Regions from separate parts of the Mus musculus genome. Here region 2 is linked to region 1. The links are chromatin contacts, called in public ChIA-PET maps. All regions are on one chromosome and are shown on one strand. Each heading gives the region's core, a stretch centred on a gene start, on an enhancer-like site or on the middle of the called end of the contact. The rest is flanking DNA. Distances are from core to core; before and after follow the strand shown.

Region 1 (6,706 bases), core at 2,635-5,134:
TAGGATCACTCCCTGGGGAGCACTCAAGCTAAACAGAGAATGGGAGGGACCTGAAGAGAAAGGACAGAGGGAGAGGTTGCTCCCTAAGCTGATTTCTCTTATTTGTCTCTTGTAGCCTGTAAGCTCACCATGGGCAAGAGCCCTGTCTCACTTACCTTTGCAGTCCCGTTTCTAGCATATGGGAATGTCCAGGTATAATCTTAGGGGCTTTATAAAAAAAAATGTCATCTTGAAAACAGTACTTTAAGCACCACATTAGATTGAGTTATTTACACCACACTGTTGGATCTTGCCCAGGTCCTTAGCTGTGGTACCCATTTGACTTTAATCAACAGAGGTGACCCAGCCAGGACCGAGAGACCCAGTCAAGCCTGTCTGCATTCAGACAGCAGCACTCGCAGACTAGCTGGAATGGATGGAAGTTCCATTACACTTTTAAAGATCTCCAGAGGTGGAGAAGACTCCCCCAGTAAGCCATTCCAACAGTTAACTACTCTTACTTGCCTTATGTTTAGGCAGCCAAATGTTGAAAAGCAATTTCTCCACATATCCCCATAGAGTTGTACAGTTTCTGTTCACAGTGGGAGAAATATGCTTCGTATTACTCTTTCTCTGCCAAATTACAGTAGGGCCCCCACTGGAGTGACACAGCTTGTTATTATAGAGATCTGGAGATACGATTCCCTGGGCAGCTGCATGGACCAGGCTGCCAAGCTGATAAGCAAACCAGGCAAAGGGATCTTGTTCCTGTTCGAGCTTGAAACCTTATACTGATTCACCCTAAGCAACCTCCCCTCCTCTGGTAGGCTACCCTGTCCTGTAGTCATTTGTAGGTGCCTATTATTTCTATGGTCCAGATCATATTTTTTAATCTCTTCATAGTCACATCTTAAACATCACTGGAGAAAAATGTCTGACAATACTCTCCTAAGGTTTACCTGTGGGCCTGAGTTTCAATTCTGTGAGTCCTGAAGTCTTTCTTTCAAGCTTTTGCCAAGTGTCATTTGTAGATAAGAGCCATTCCTCTACAGCACAGTGGTAGTGGCCCTGGTCACTGTCCTCCACACTCAGAATGTTCAGCAGAAATAAGTCTTGAGAAACTTTCTCAGAATAAAATTTTTGCTTGCTCCGAGGGGTTTGAAATTCGTCCCCATATTTTACAACACTGCTTTGGTCCATTTCTAGGATTTTCAGATAGGATGCATTTGCAGAAACGGAAGAGAAGTACCAAATGATGGATAACGGAAGGTTTCCAGCAGATCGGGACAAGATGGCACATTCTATCTGAGTGCTGGAGCTGATGGATAGCTCTTGGACCTGACTGCTTGAGTTCACGCTCAGTTTGCTCTCTGAAGGAAATAATGGAAAGAATTACTTTACTGGAAACACACACACACACACACACACACACACACACACACACACACACACGCCAGAATTTTAAGCTAGCTTGTTAACCAGGACAAATAGCCATTGTTGCAGCAGTGGTTCTCAGCCTTACTAGTGCCGAGACCCTTTAATACAATTCCTCATGTTGTGGTGGTGACCCTAACATAAAGTTATTTTGTTGCTACTTCATGTCTATAATTTTGCTACTGTTGTTAGTCACAATGCAAATATCTGATACACAGGTTCTCTCTTGACCCCCAAGTTGAGAACTGCTGCTCTACAACCATAGTGTGGCTGAATTCCCCCACAGCAGCTGCCCTAACTGTCCACTCAACTTTGGTATGACATATAATCTGAGGACGCTGTTCCCTCCATCACTGAGGTCTGCCTGTTTCACGGGCAGCATGTAGCTAAGAGGAACTATGAATGGGACCCAACACAGAATTGTAATGGACTTAAAACACTATGGTTTTTTTGTTTTTGTTTTTGTTTTTGTTTTTTTGCTTTTGGTGTTTTGGTTGTGCATGAACTCTGTAGATGACAGTGTAGTGTCACAATGTCACAATGTCAAAAGGCCAGACATGACTGTGAGAAGTCTGTGTGACTGTGAGTTGATGTTTCTCTCTTCATAACATCCATCTGCTGGCTCTCCTTCTGCCCTTACTGTGTGGGGATGGGGGACAGTCATGAAAAAAAAAAAAGCCCAGCTTTTTCCCCACATGACAATCCTGTCATATTTAAGCAGAGGAATCTCTTCCATAGCATATTTGCATCATTTGAAAGAAAATGACATTATGAGCGCCCTGCCTCTGAACCACTTCTGGATCCCCAATTTGTCAACGTCTAGTTAGAGCTGCCTTCAAACAGGAGTACACAAGAAGAGGTTATTTTCAAGCTGTTAAAATGCTATCTTTTTGCAGCCAGTCCATTTGAAACTACCACATGGACTTGGGTCTGCTATCCCTTAACACCAGTGGCCTCTCCTTTGTCCTAAGATGAACAATAAATGTCACAAACCTCTTTGCCATCTCTTGTTGATAACTCTACTTTTCTTGATGTTACCAGTAGGTCCCTGAATTCCCCCTTCAACAAACATTTATTAATCACATTGTGTATCACATACCAGACTATTCTAGGTATTTTGTATATAGCTCCTGTCAGTGAACCACGGTTTAGAGGAAGTTATAGGATAGGAACAAAGACTTCCTGGAATTGGTCACCAATATAGGACAGAGATATGCAGTAATGGAACAAATGTTAGGATCCCCCAGCAGATTTATCTAACCCAAGGTCAGGAGTGAGGGGAGACGTCTCTGAACTGAGCCTTGAAGATCAATAGCAGTCATTCTGATGAATAGAGAGCAAAGGATTTCCACATAAAAGGAAGTGGGGATTATCGAATCCAGGCAGTTGAGTTTGGTTGGAAGTCAGATCTAGGATGGAAAGTAGGAGGCGATGAAGAGACAAGTGAGTATAAAAGATCTTTTATGCCTGTCATGGGAGTTTGGACATGCGGAGGACAAGGTTTCTAATCTGTGGTGCTGGGACGTGGGGAGGACCACCACATCATGAACAATATGGAAGGGACAATGATAACGACCTACGCTATGACACTGAATATAGGCATGCCTTGGAAGCAGTTAGATGTAAATTCCAAGACCAGAAGACAAACCATTCTGGGTAATGAACACAGAGGTTGTCAACAAGTAGATTGTATCCACGGGAAGAATTGTTTCCCCTAGAAAAACGTGGAGACTCAGAGGACATATCTAAGAACAGTTGCTTTAAAAAACAAAACAAACAAACAAACAAAACCACCTGGGCTCAATGGGACGAGTGCATGAGTACCAAGGAGGAGGTTCAGAAGTTCAGGGTCATTCCTGGTCACCTAACAAGACTAGTTTAGAAAGAAAAGCCAAGCCAAGCATTGGAGCATACACCTGTAACCAGAGCACTTAGTGGGTTGGGGCAGAAGGACTGAGAACTTCAGGCTAGACTGTACACCGTCAAAAACAAAAACAAAAACAAAAACAAACAAAAGAATTAATATAGCGACTCAGAGGAGGAGGAGGAGGAGGAAGAGGAGGAGGAGGAGGAGGAGAAGGAATTCTTGGTGTTAGGAAGGAAACCTCATGGCGTGGAGCCGAGAGCAAGCAAGGCTCGTGGAAGCAATCTCAGACATCATGGGAAGAGCGAGTAAGTCAAGGCATGAATTCATGAGCAAGATCACGACTATTAACAAAAACATTGCTCAGCAGCACAGAGCAGGTGGTGGCTGCCATGCAAGACTATTTGCTTTGGGGGCACAATAGACACACCCCAGTTCAATGTTACGTCAGAGATTTATCGAGGTGTTGACTACGGTAGGGATAGATTAAGTGACTTGCCCAAACCTGGAGCTTATCACATCTGAGCCATCTCAAAGTCCCTCACAGCAAATCAGGAAAGAGGAAGCACAAGGCGTGGCAGAACCTCAGGCTAGGGAGGGTTTCACTTTCAGCCTCTGTGTTCTGCTATTGCATTAAGACTGAATTGGACTTGGAACCACAAAGTCTCTCTTACATGTTAATATATTAAAAGAGGCAGCTAAGCATATTTGTTGTGGTTTGAATGGTTATGCCCCCTATAAACTCATGTGTTTGAATACTTGGCCATAGGGAGTGTGGCACTATTAGGAGGTGTGGCCTTGTTGGAGGAAGTGTGTCACTGAGGTTGGGAGGTTTTCTATTGCCCAAGCTATCCACAGTGTGGCACACAGTCTCTTCCTGCTGCCTGTGGATCAAGATGTAGAACTGTTAGCTCCTTCTCCAGCACTACATTTGCCTGGATGCTGTCATGCTTCCAGCCATGATGATAATGGATTGAACCTCTGAAACTATAAGACAGGCCCAAATTAAATGTTTTCCTTTATAAGAGTTGCCATGGTCATGGTGTCTCTTCACAGCAATAAAACCCTAAGACAGTATTCTAATAGAATTTGCATGATTCCCCACCACTTCCAAATACGAAAACCACGCTGGAGTACCAGCAGTGACTGACTTAAAATATCATCTGCCCTGTAGGAGGTTCTTGAGGCTCAGCTGTGCCACACAGTATCATGAGGCTGCTGGCAATGAGAACTCGTGGCAGGTGTGGAAAGGTCAAAGAGCAGTGGTTATTAGCTGCTAAGGAAGTATTTCATTGTTTTAGCAACCAATGTGGCCATTCCACGTATACTAACTTCATGTTGATGCCATTAAATCATGCTCACTTTACCAGGACAAACGTGGTGAATGGATACATTATGTCTGTTTCTATAGTTTACACAAAGTGGGAGGAGCTCCGTTGTTATTTGAGACAGGGGCTCACTATTTCAGCCTAGGCTGACCTCAAATTCTCAATTCTCCTATTTTGGCCTCCTGAATACTGGGATTATAGGTATGCACTAAACCTGGCCAAAAAAAAAAGGATATTCTTTTCTTTTTTAAAAAAGGCTCAATGTCAAGTATCACTTACCTGGAAAGGTGACAGTAATCATTAATAGGTTAGAGGTGGCAGATACTCTGGCTGGGCCACTTGTGCATATGGAATCTCTGTCATAAACCTCCACTGTACACCGATACACCCCTGTCTCCTCCATAGCTGCATCGTAGATTTGGAGTTGAGAACGAAAGAAAGACTGTGACACCTTCGTCTTCCTGTGGATCTGGGAGAGGACGTCCCCCCATTCAACGGTGCCATTGTGGGCAATTCGAATAAGCCGATGAAAGGCTCCAGAGCCCGCTGGCTGGAACTGCCACGTTACCGAGAACGGCAGCTTGAGATCCGAGTAGTTGGCCCTCACTACACAGGACAGGTGGAAGGTATGGGCTAGCATCACTTGTGGCTGACGGCTCATCAGATTAACTCGTAAACTTGACTCTGTGGGGGAGAATGTGAGACACACTTCCTGTTTACCAGGTCCAAGCTCGGGGACTTCCAAGTTTTCTCAATGCCCCCTTTACACAGGGCCACACACTTGTGTTCCTGGAGTGACATGAATTTGGGGGTAGAGGTTGGTCCACAGTACAGTCTGTCCTGAATTTCAACCTCGGCTCTCCAAGTCTCCCCCCTCGCCTACGACTGTTCTCAGCAGCCACAACAAACAGGCAGTGTTTCTCCAGTGCGCCACTTAGACAGCTGCACAGAGCAGGGACACCACGCGCAGCCAGGGTCTGGCCTCTTTCCTCTCCCCACTCAGCAAGTAGAACACTCACAGCACGGTCTGGCCTCCTTCCTCCCTCTGGCCCACCCCCTGTCCCCCGGGCTCAATGTCACTCTCTTGCCCATGCTAGAGAAAACTCCATGATACCTGGGCTGCTGCTGGGACGGGGCAAGCTTGGCTCCACTCATCTGCTAGTCAACCAGGAATCACAGGGGTTTGTTTTCAACTTTGAACAATGTACAAGCTGCACTCTAGAATGATCTTTATAAAGATGAATAAACTCGAGAGGTTGCTGTCAGGCCTGATTTGCATATTCTGCTCTGCATGTCTCACGGTACACATGCCGCTGGCTGGCACTTGGGGTGCACATACCGCTGGCACTCACAGCACACGTACCCAGGGCACTCGGGGTACGTGCACCTCTGGCAGGAGTTCTGAATGATACCATCCAAACTTCAGTACAGAATAAGGTGACTGTCATACACTCAGAAAAGGACTTTTCCCAGTGACTTACTCAGAGATTTTACAGTGACTGAAATCTTCTGGGTTGACTGCAAACCTTTGGCCTGGTTCTGGAGTCTCTCTGACACCCTGCATTCATAGGTACCGCTGTCTGTGACCATGGCAGAGGCAATCTCCAGCCGAAAGGTGGCCCAGTCCACTTTCTCCAGCCTCCTGTTACCACGGTGCGCAGGGCCCGGAGAAGAGACTCCCAGCTGCACAGTACCATCTTGCCCCATGCCAGCCACAAACACGGGTGTGGACTGGTCCTGTGGGGTGAGCCACCAACTCACAGATAGAGCACTCACATCCCCAGCTGCCTTGCAGAGAAGGGTAAGCGTCTCTCCTTCCCACACAGTACGCTGCTCGGCAGACACGGTCACACTTCTTGCTGCAGATGACAGGTTATGGAAGAAAAATGTTTTAAGTAAATAAAAAAATTTCTAAAATATGATGATGAATTTTAACTATAAAGTACTTTACTTGTTTGATCAGAGTTGGTTGATTCTTCCATACCATGCCCAGAACAAAGATCTTCCAAACCATCATGGATGGATAGATGGATAGATGGATAGATGGATGGTTGGATGGATGGATGGATGGATGGATGGATGGATGGATGGAAAGATAAAT
Region 2 (6,516 bases), core at 330-2,829, 700 kb after region 1:
TGACTCATGGTATTTAATCCTAGCCCACAGGAGGCAGAAGCGGAGGTAAGCAGGTCTCTGTGAGGCTAAGGCCAATCTGTTTTATCTAGTTAGTTGCAGGCCAGCTATGGCTACATAGTGAGACCCTGTTTCAAAAACTGAACAAAACGACCCCCCCAAACAAAAACAACAAAAAAACAAAGGCAAGACAACTCTCAGGGATGTATACATATATCAGGGTATATATACTATACCTCTCAGGGATGCATACATATATCAAGGTATATCTACTATACCAGAAGTTGTAGAGTAAATGGCTGAGAACTTGAATATTGGCCTCTGAGACCTGTTTGTATGGTTCTGTTCTCAGATTCATATATAGCAATGTGGGCTCATGGAAGTTCCTTCATATAAGCTTAAGTATTAATGTCTAAAGAGGGGAGATAGTGATGCTATTGCAAAGCACTATTCGTGCTTGCATACTACACCCCAACCAGACAGCTGCTAGTCTGCTCATGTTGTAAGTCAAGGCAAGAGGACATGAAGTATTTGGGAATATGGCTGGTCAGTTAGATGCAACCTAAGAAAGGTGAGCTTTGGCTAAATGACAGTCCATACATCCCTTTGTGGCCTAGGGACTGTGCTGGCTTATGGAAGTAAAGAAAGAGTCATAATTCAGAGTCATCACTCTTTCATGATTAAATGGGATAAAATTAGACTTTCTCACTGCCCCTGGCTTCCTCCACATTACGCAGATTGCACTGTGGTGGCTCTATCTCCCAGCATGCATTGGGGTTACCTCTGCCCCCTGGCCCAGGAAGATCAGGAGAGAAGTGGGAGGTGGGAGGCAGCAGCAGGACTACAGGGTGAAAATACAGGGCTTCATTCCTGGATAGTTTGGGGTGGGGGTAGGAGGGGTGAGGGACGAACAGGGATTCAAGCAAAAGAGGAAAAGGTGCCCCATCTATTTCAAGATGGTCTGAAACTGTTTCAAGATGGTCTGAAGCTGAGCCGTGTTTTTCAGGTCTAGCTTCTGTTTCAGACTCACAAATTCTACAGCACCTTGGTACTGGAAAGAATTAATGGGCCAGTTGACCCAGACACACCATTTCCAGCTCAGTGAAGGTAAATCTCTTGCCTAGTGTCTCAGAATCAGCTAGTCACAGCCCAGATCCAAACCTTGATTTCCTCCCTCCGTGGAGCTGCCTGGACGCCTCAAAAGGGCCTCTGAATTACTCTTTGCCCAGATCCCTGCAGTAAGCCTTTATGGCTGGCCTCACGGTTTTTTGGATCCAAGCCAGTGTTGGGGAGGGGTGTCGGGGACGAGAAGAAAACACCTGGGGAGTGACAGGATGGTCCTCCAGTTAATTTATCCACATCTGCGGGGACCAATTGGAATCAAAGCCTTATCATGGAGGAGCGTGACCCCCGACCTGTCTAAAGCAGCCCTGAATACTAACCAGGGTGCTTAGATGGAGCTAAAAATAACTGGCTAATCACCAGCAGGAAGAACTAACAAGGCCTCAGAAGAAAGGGAAATGTCTCAATCCTCCTCTCTCCTGCAGCTGGCCTCCAGCTGGGTGGGGATGCAGGCTCCTCCTGGCTGGTAATTAGGCCGCAGAGGCTCTGGGGCCTGAAGGAACAGGGCGGCCCAGGCCCTGCCTTCAGGGGGATCAGTGGCAGGGTCATTTGGGGTGAGGTGAGTTGGAAAATGGTGAACCCAGAGGAAATGAGCGGCCCAGGAAGAGGTCTGAGGAACCGAGCAGCCAATCCTCTTCGTGGTTAACAGCCTTTCTCTGAGAAGGTAAAATCCTTCGTTTAAAGGAAAGGGTTTTTATTCTACTCTGATCGGCCGCCCCGCCCCTTTGAAAGTCTTCCTTTCTCCTAACGTAGCGGTCCCCTCCAGAAAGCATGACTGGGGTCCACACCTGGGTACCTGCTTGGAAATGACTTCTCCTGAACAATCGTCTTTGGAGAAGACCAGAGTGTAACTCTAGGGAGCAGTGTAGGGCAGAAGGTGTAATTGACACTTAGGAAGAGTGACTAGAGAAGCCGTGGGGGCAGGGAGGGGTGCTGTGTATCAGATATCATGAATATCAGATATTTACGTTGCGATTTGTAACAGTAGCAAAATTACAGTTATAAAAAAAAAATCAATGAAAATGATTTTATGGTTGGGGGTCACTGCAACACGAGCAACTGTAAGGTTGCAGCAGTAGGAAGGTTTAGAGCCCCTGGACTAGAGCTGAGAGTTCTTCTATCTGAAAGAGTAGAGCCAAAGGGTTGTGATTCCAAGCTGAAGGAGGCAGTTGATGAGGCGTGGCAATCGTTTTCCTGAGACAGAAATCTACATGCTTACTTCTTCCAAAAGCTAAGATCATCTTCAACAGACAACTATAACCCAATTCACAAAGGAAGTGCTTGGAGTCCATCCCTAAGCATCCACATGTACATGTGCCTGCGTGCGTGTGTGCGTGCGTGCGTCCGTGCCTGCGTGCGTGGGTGGGCTGGGCAGCAGGCAAGGGGTTTCTCCCTCTGGGCTGTGCGCTTGGGTAGGGTCAAGCAGATGGGGAGGCAAAAGAAAAGAGCCAAGCGAAGGGAGAATTCAGAGACAGCGGAGCCTAGAGTCGCATGGCCACTCTTCTAGCTGTGGGTATATTGGAGTTTATCTTTCCCCTACAACACCCCAATCTGACTTAGGCCACTAGGACCGGAGTGTTCAGCAACCACGTCCACTTCCGGTTCTTTCCTTTGCTGAGAGAGTGTCCCTATCCTGTGTTCTCAGCTCTGTACTCAGGCCTGGGGCTCTCCAGTCTGCATCCCCACATGGCCACGGCCCTGGGACAAGGAGCGGCTGGGGAGCCCCCCTGGGGGCTGAGTTCTGGAAGCCTCTGAGCCCAGGTTTGCATTCTTTTCCGGCAGCAAGACTGGCCCCTCCTGCAGTTTGAGTCACGTCCTGGTCTCCAGGGAGGAGATGGGCTGCTTTTCTGCCGGAGGCACTGAAGAAAGCCAGACTGAGTGTTTTCTTGTTTGTCTTTATCCACAAGATTTAAAATTCCCAGACAGCATAATGACACTGAAAAGAGAAAGGAGCAGAAATCACAGTTGCTCTGTCACCGCCTGCTCCGTGATGCTGGCAAGTTGTTTAACTCCCCGGAGCTGCTTCTGTGACTGCGAAGAATGACTTCTCCATTGCCTCCCTGGGCTGTGTGCAGCCACTGAGAGCAAACGTTGAGTTGTGAACAACCTCATCTCCCTCCGCTGTGGGGTGAATTCGTGTTTTGATTAATAGCCTGCTGTGACAAGACCTTCACCTTCTCTCTTCTGGTTAAGTTTTTTATGTTGATACATTTTTCCCCCCTTTCCGAGTTTTGACAGAACACATGCGGATGCCGTCACAGGAGTGCTCCATATCTGTCTCCTGACCCACGAGCAGTAGTTGCTCTAGACTATTCCTAAGTGGAATTGTGGCGCTGTCTCAGTTCCAGCCTCTACTTTGCATAATTCAGGGAGACTACCACGGTTATCGGGCGCATCCAAGAATTCCTTCCTCTCATTGCTAAATAGTATTTTAGTCTGTGGTTGTACCATGGTTTGTCCGTTTGGATTGCTACTGTGAACAAAGTGCATTGACATTAGTATACAGGTTTTGTGTTCTTTCTTTCTTTAAGGGTGGGAACAAAAATATCTAGGAATGGAACTGCCACACAAACACAAGCTTAATGAGACAGGGCTGTTGCCAGTGTGAAGGTGACAAGATGGTGGGAGACAGGGGTGGCAGACTATCTACTGTCTTCCATGACAGGGCTTTCTGTGGTCACTGTGTTGCTTTGGAGAGTGCAGAGATAGAGGCCTAAGAGAGAAACATGCTATTGGTGAATGCTGTGTGTGTGTGTGTGTGTGTGTGTGTGTGTGTGTATGTTGCATGCATGTTGTGTGCATGTGTGTGTGGTATGTGTGGTGTGTGTGTGTGTGTGCGCGCACACACATGAGTATTTGGTCTTGTCCAAGGATGAAACAGGAGAAGGGCACAGCAGTGGGTAGGATGTCCTGGGGGTGGGGGAGAGGAATAAAGGTGTTAGTGCCTTCTGGCTCAAACAGTTCATCCATTCATTCTCTTTCCTTCCTTTCTGCTGTGACCTTTGCTTGGGAATTGAGTCCTTGCTGATGGAGTTCCTGCCACGTGAGTGTTCCATAGGAAGGAAGGGGTCCTCCAGGAGCAACCAGGGGCTGGCCCCATGGGATAAGACATTACAAAAGACATGGAACCAAGGCAGGGCCAGAGGCTCACAGCCCCACACAGGGTGGCTAGAATCTACTTCCTTCTCAACTCGTATTGCCAACGTGTGTGTGCAAAGTTATTTACCCTCTTCCTTGCTTGCTTTTTCTCGCAAACACGCTGGTGGTTTTATCTTCTAGGTGGGGCAGGTCAGAACATTCTGTCTCAGCAGGATGCCTCTTTTTGGAGAGAGTTCAAAAAGTGCTGCCCGAGTTACCTAGAGGACAGAGCATCTGGGGTGGGAGCAGTAGAAACCCAGGTTCTAGCCCTAGCCGGCTGTTGCGTTCTTGGAGGGAGGCTGGAGCTGAGTAGCACTGGGCAGGTGGCAGTCCCTGGTGCAGAGTCCTGCTTTTGGACTTGATGAAACCAGATCCAGTAGACTTGCCATTTACCAAGCCCAGGTATCGAGGATGCAAACCTGGGAATCCCAGCACTCAGGAAGTCAGGGAAAGAGTTCAAGGTCACTGTCAGCTAAGAATTCCAGGCAGCCTGAACTATTGGGAAGCTGTCTGCAACTATCTAAATAATAAAAGACAACAGCAGCAAAGGGTTTTTGTTTGTTTCTTTGTTTTCCTTCCTTCCTTCCTTCCTTCCTTCCTTCCTTCCTTTCTTACTAACATGAGTGTTTTTACATCAGTCTTTTCATTGGGGCGTTTAAAAGCGCAGATGAGGGGTTGGAGAGATGGTTAAGGGCACCAGCTGTTGCTCTCCCAGAGGTGGTGAGTTCAATTCCCAGCACTCACATAGGGGCTCACAAGGGTCTATAATGGGATCTGATACTCTCTTCTGGTGTGCAGATGTACAGGTAGACAGCAGAGGGTCTATGTTCCCATCCTTGTGGCTTAAATGGAGCAAAGCAAGAGAAATAGCTTTCTTTAAATGGCCTTCCCTCACAGTGGCACTTCCTCTGATGCCCTGAACAGATGGCTCTCTCCTATGCACCTGCTGGCTGCTCCCACAACTACTGAAGATGAACCTCCTGCTGGCTGGACCTCCAAACCCAGGCAGAAATGAATTCTCATCATCATCCCTAATCATGTGTTCCTTCCTCCTTTCCCTCCCTTCCTCCTTTCCCTCCCTTCCTCCTCTCCTTACTTCCAGTGTGTGTGTGTCTTAGTTAGGGTTTCCATTGCTGTGAAGAGACACCATGACCAAGACAACTGTTATAAGGGACAACATTTAATTGCGGCTGGCTTGCAGTTTCAGAGGTTCCACTCCACTATCATCATGGCAGCGTCCAGGGAGGCATGGCGTTGGAGGAGCTGAGAAATCTCCATCTTGATCAGAAGGTAGCCAGGAGAAGACTGTCCTACCAGGCAGCTAGAAGGAGGGTCTCAAAGCCGACCCCCACAGTGACACACTTCCTCCAACAAGGCCACAACTACTCCAACAAGGCTATACCTCCTAAGAGTGCCACTTCCTGGGCCAAGCATATCCAAACCACCACAGTGTGTGTTTGTGGTGTGTCTGTGTGTGTGTGTGCGCGCGCGTGCACATGAGTCCGTAATGTATGTATATATATATATGGGTGCCTGTGTGTCATGGCATATGTAATGAGGGCCAAGGATCTCTTTGTGGAGTTGGTTCTCTTAGTCCATCTTTACTTGGTTTCTGGGGATAGAACTCATGTGGCAAGTGTGTGTAGAAAGCACCTTTACCCACACAACCACCTTACTGACCCACACCTTGTTATTTTTGTTTGTTTTGATAGAACTCATGTGGCAAGCCTGTGTAGAAAGCACCTTTACCCACACAACCGCCTTACTGGCCCACACCTTGTTATTTTTGTTTGTTTTGAAACAGAAGAGTTCCCTGAGACAGCTCACTGAGACCTGGGGCTCACCAACAAGGCTAGGCTAGCTAGCTGTCTCAGCTTCCTCAGCCTTTGGGATTGTATGTGCATGTTGCCAGGCCAGCGTTTTATACTTCTATGCTGGGGCTCCAACTCAGGCCCCAGTGCTTACACTGACAAACACACTGCTCACTGGCCATTTCCCTCGCTTTCCTTTTATTTGTTTTTGGAGACAAAAACTTATTATGTTGCCCAAACTGGTCTCAAACTTACCATCCTCCTGCCTCAGTCTCCTGAGTGCTGGGATTGTAGTTGTGTGCCTATCTAGCTCACTTTCTCTTTTTTTTCTCCTTCCCTCTGTTGCTTTGGTCACCACGCCTGACATCTTACACCATCCTACTTTAGCTGCCCTCCAGTAAGCTCAACAGGAACTTCAAAGTACGATCTTACAATCTTCTTCACTTTA

What was found. ChIA-PET counts read pairs in DNA pulled down with a chosen protein or histone mark.
Region 2: an RNA polymerase II ChIA-PET map of memory CD8 T cells shows a contact between it and region 1, with 6 read pairs. The contact joins two enhancer-like sites. A contact is called at or near these places in 1 of 39 promoter capture datasets (pre-B cells) and 3 of 115 datasets of contacts at active chromatin or transcription factors (embryonic stem cells and memory CD8 T cells).

Annotation. Positions count from the first base shown.
Region 1 is chr3:101,006,902-101,013,607 of GRCm38.p6, forward strand. It overlaps Cd101 (CD101 antigen), which reads right to left. Exons shown (of 9, transcript NM_001167906.2): 5 at 6,087-6,464; 6 at 4,885-5,289; 7 at 939-1,349. Among named protein-coding and RNA genes, the nearest start is that of Cd101, 19 kb to the right of the region's middle. Within about 2 kb of position 3,885, at least 112 of the 459 cell types and tissues checked have an H3K27ac peak or open chromatin away from gene starts, as enhancers often do. A contact at or near this core is called in memory CD8 T cells, where this site is marked.
Region 2 is chr3:101,710,437-101,716,952 of GRCm38.p6, forward strand. No RefSeq gene overlaps it. Among named protein-coding and RNA genes, the nearest start is that of Gm33309, 24 kb to the right of the region's middle. Within about 2 kb of position 1,580, at least 128 of the 459 cell types and tissues checked have an H3K27ac peak or open chromatin away from gene starts, as enhancers often do. A contact at or near this core is called in memory CD8 T cells, where this site is marked.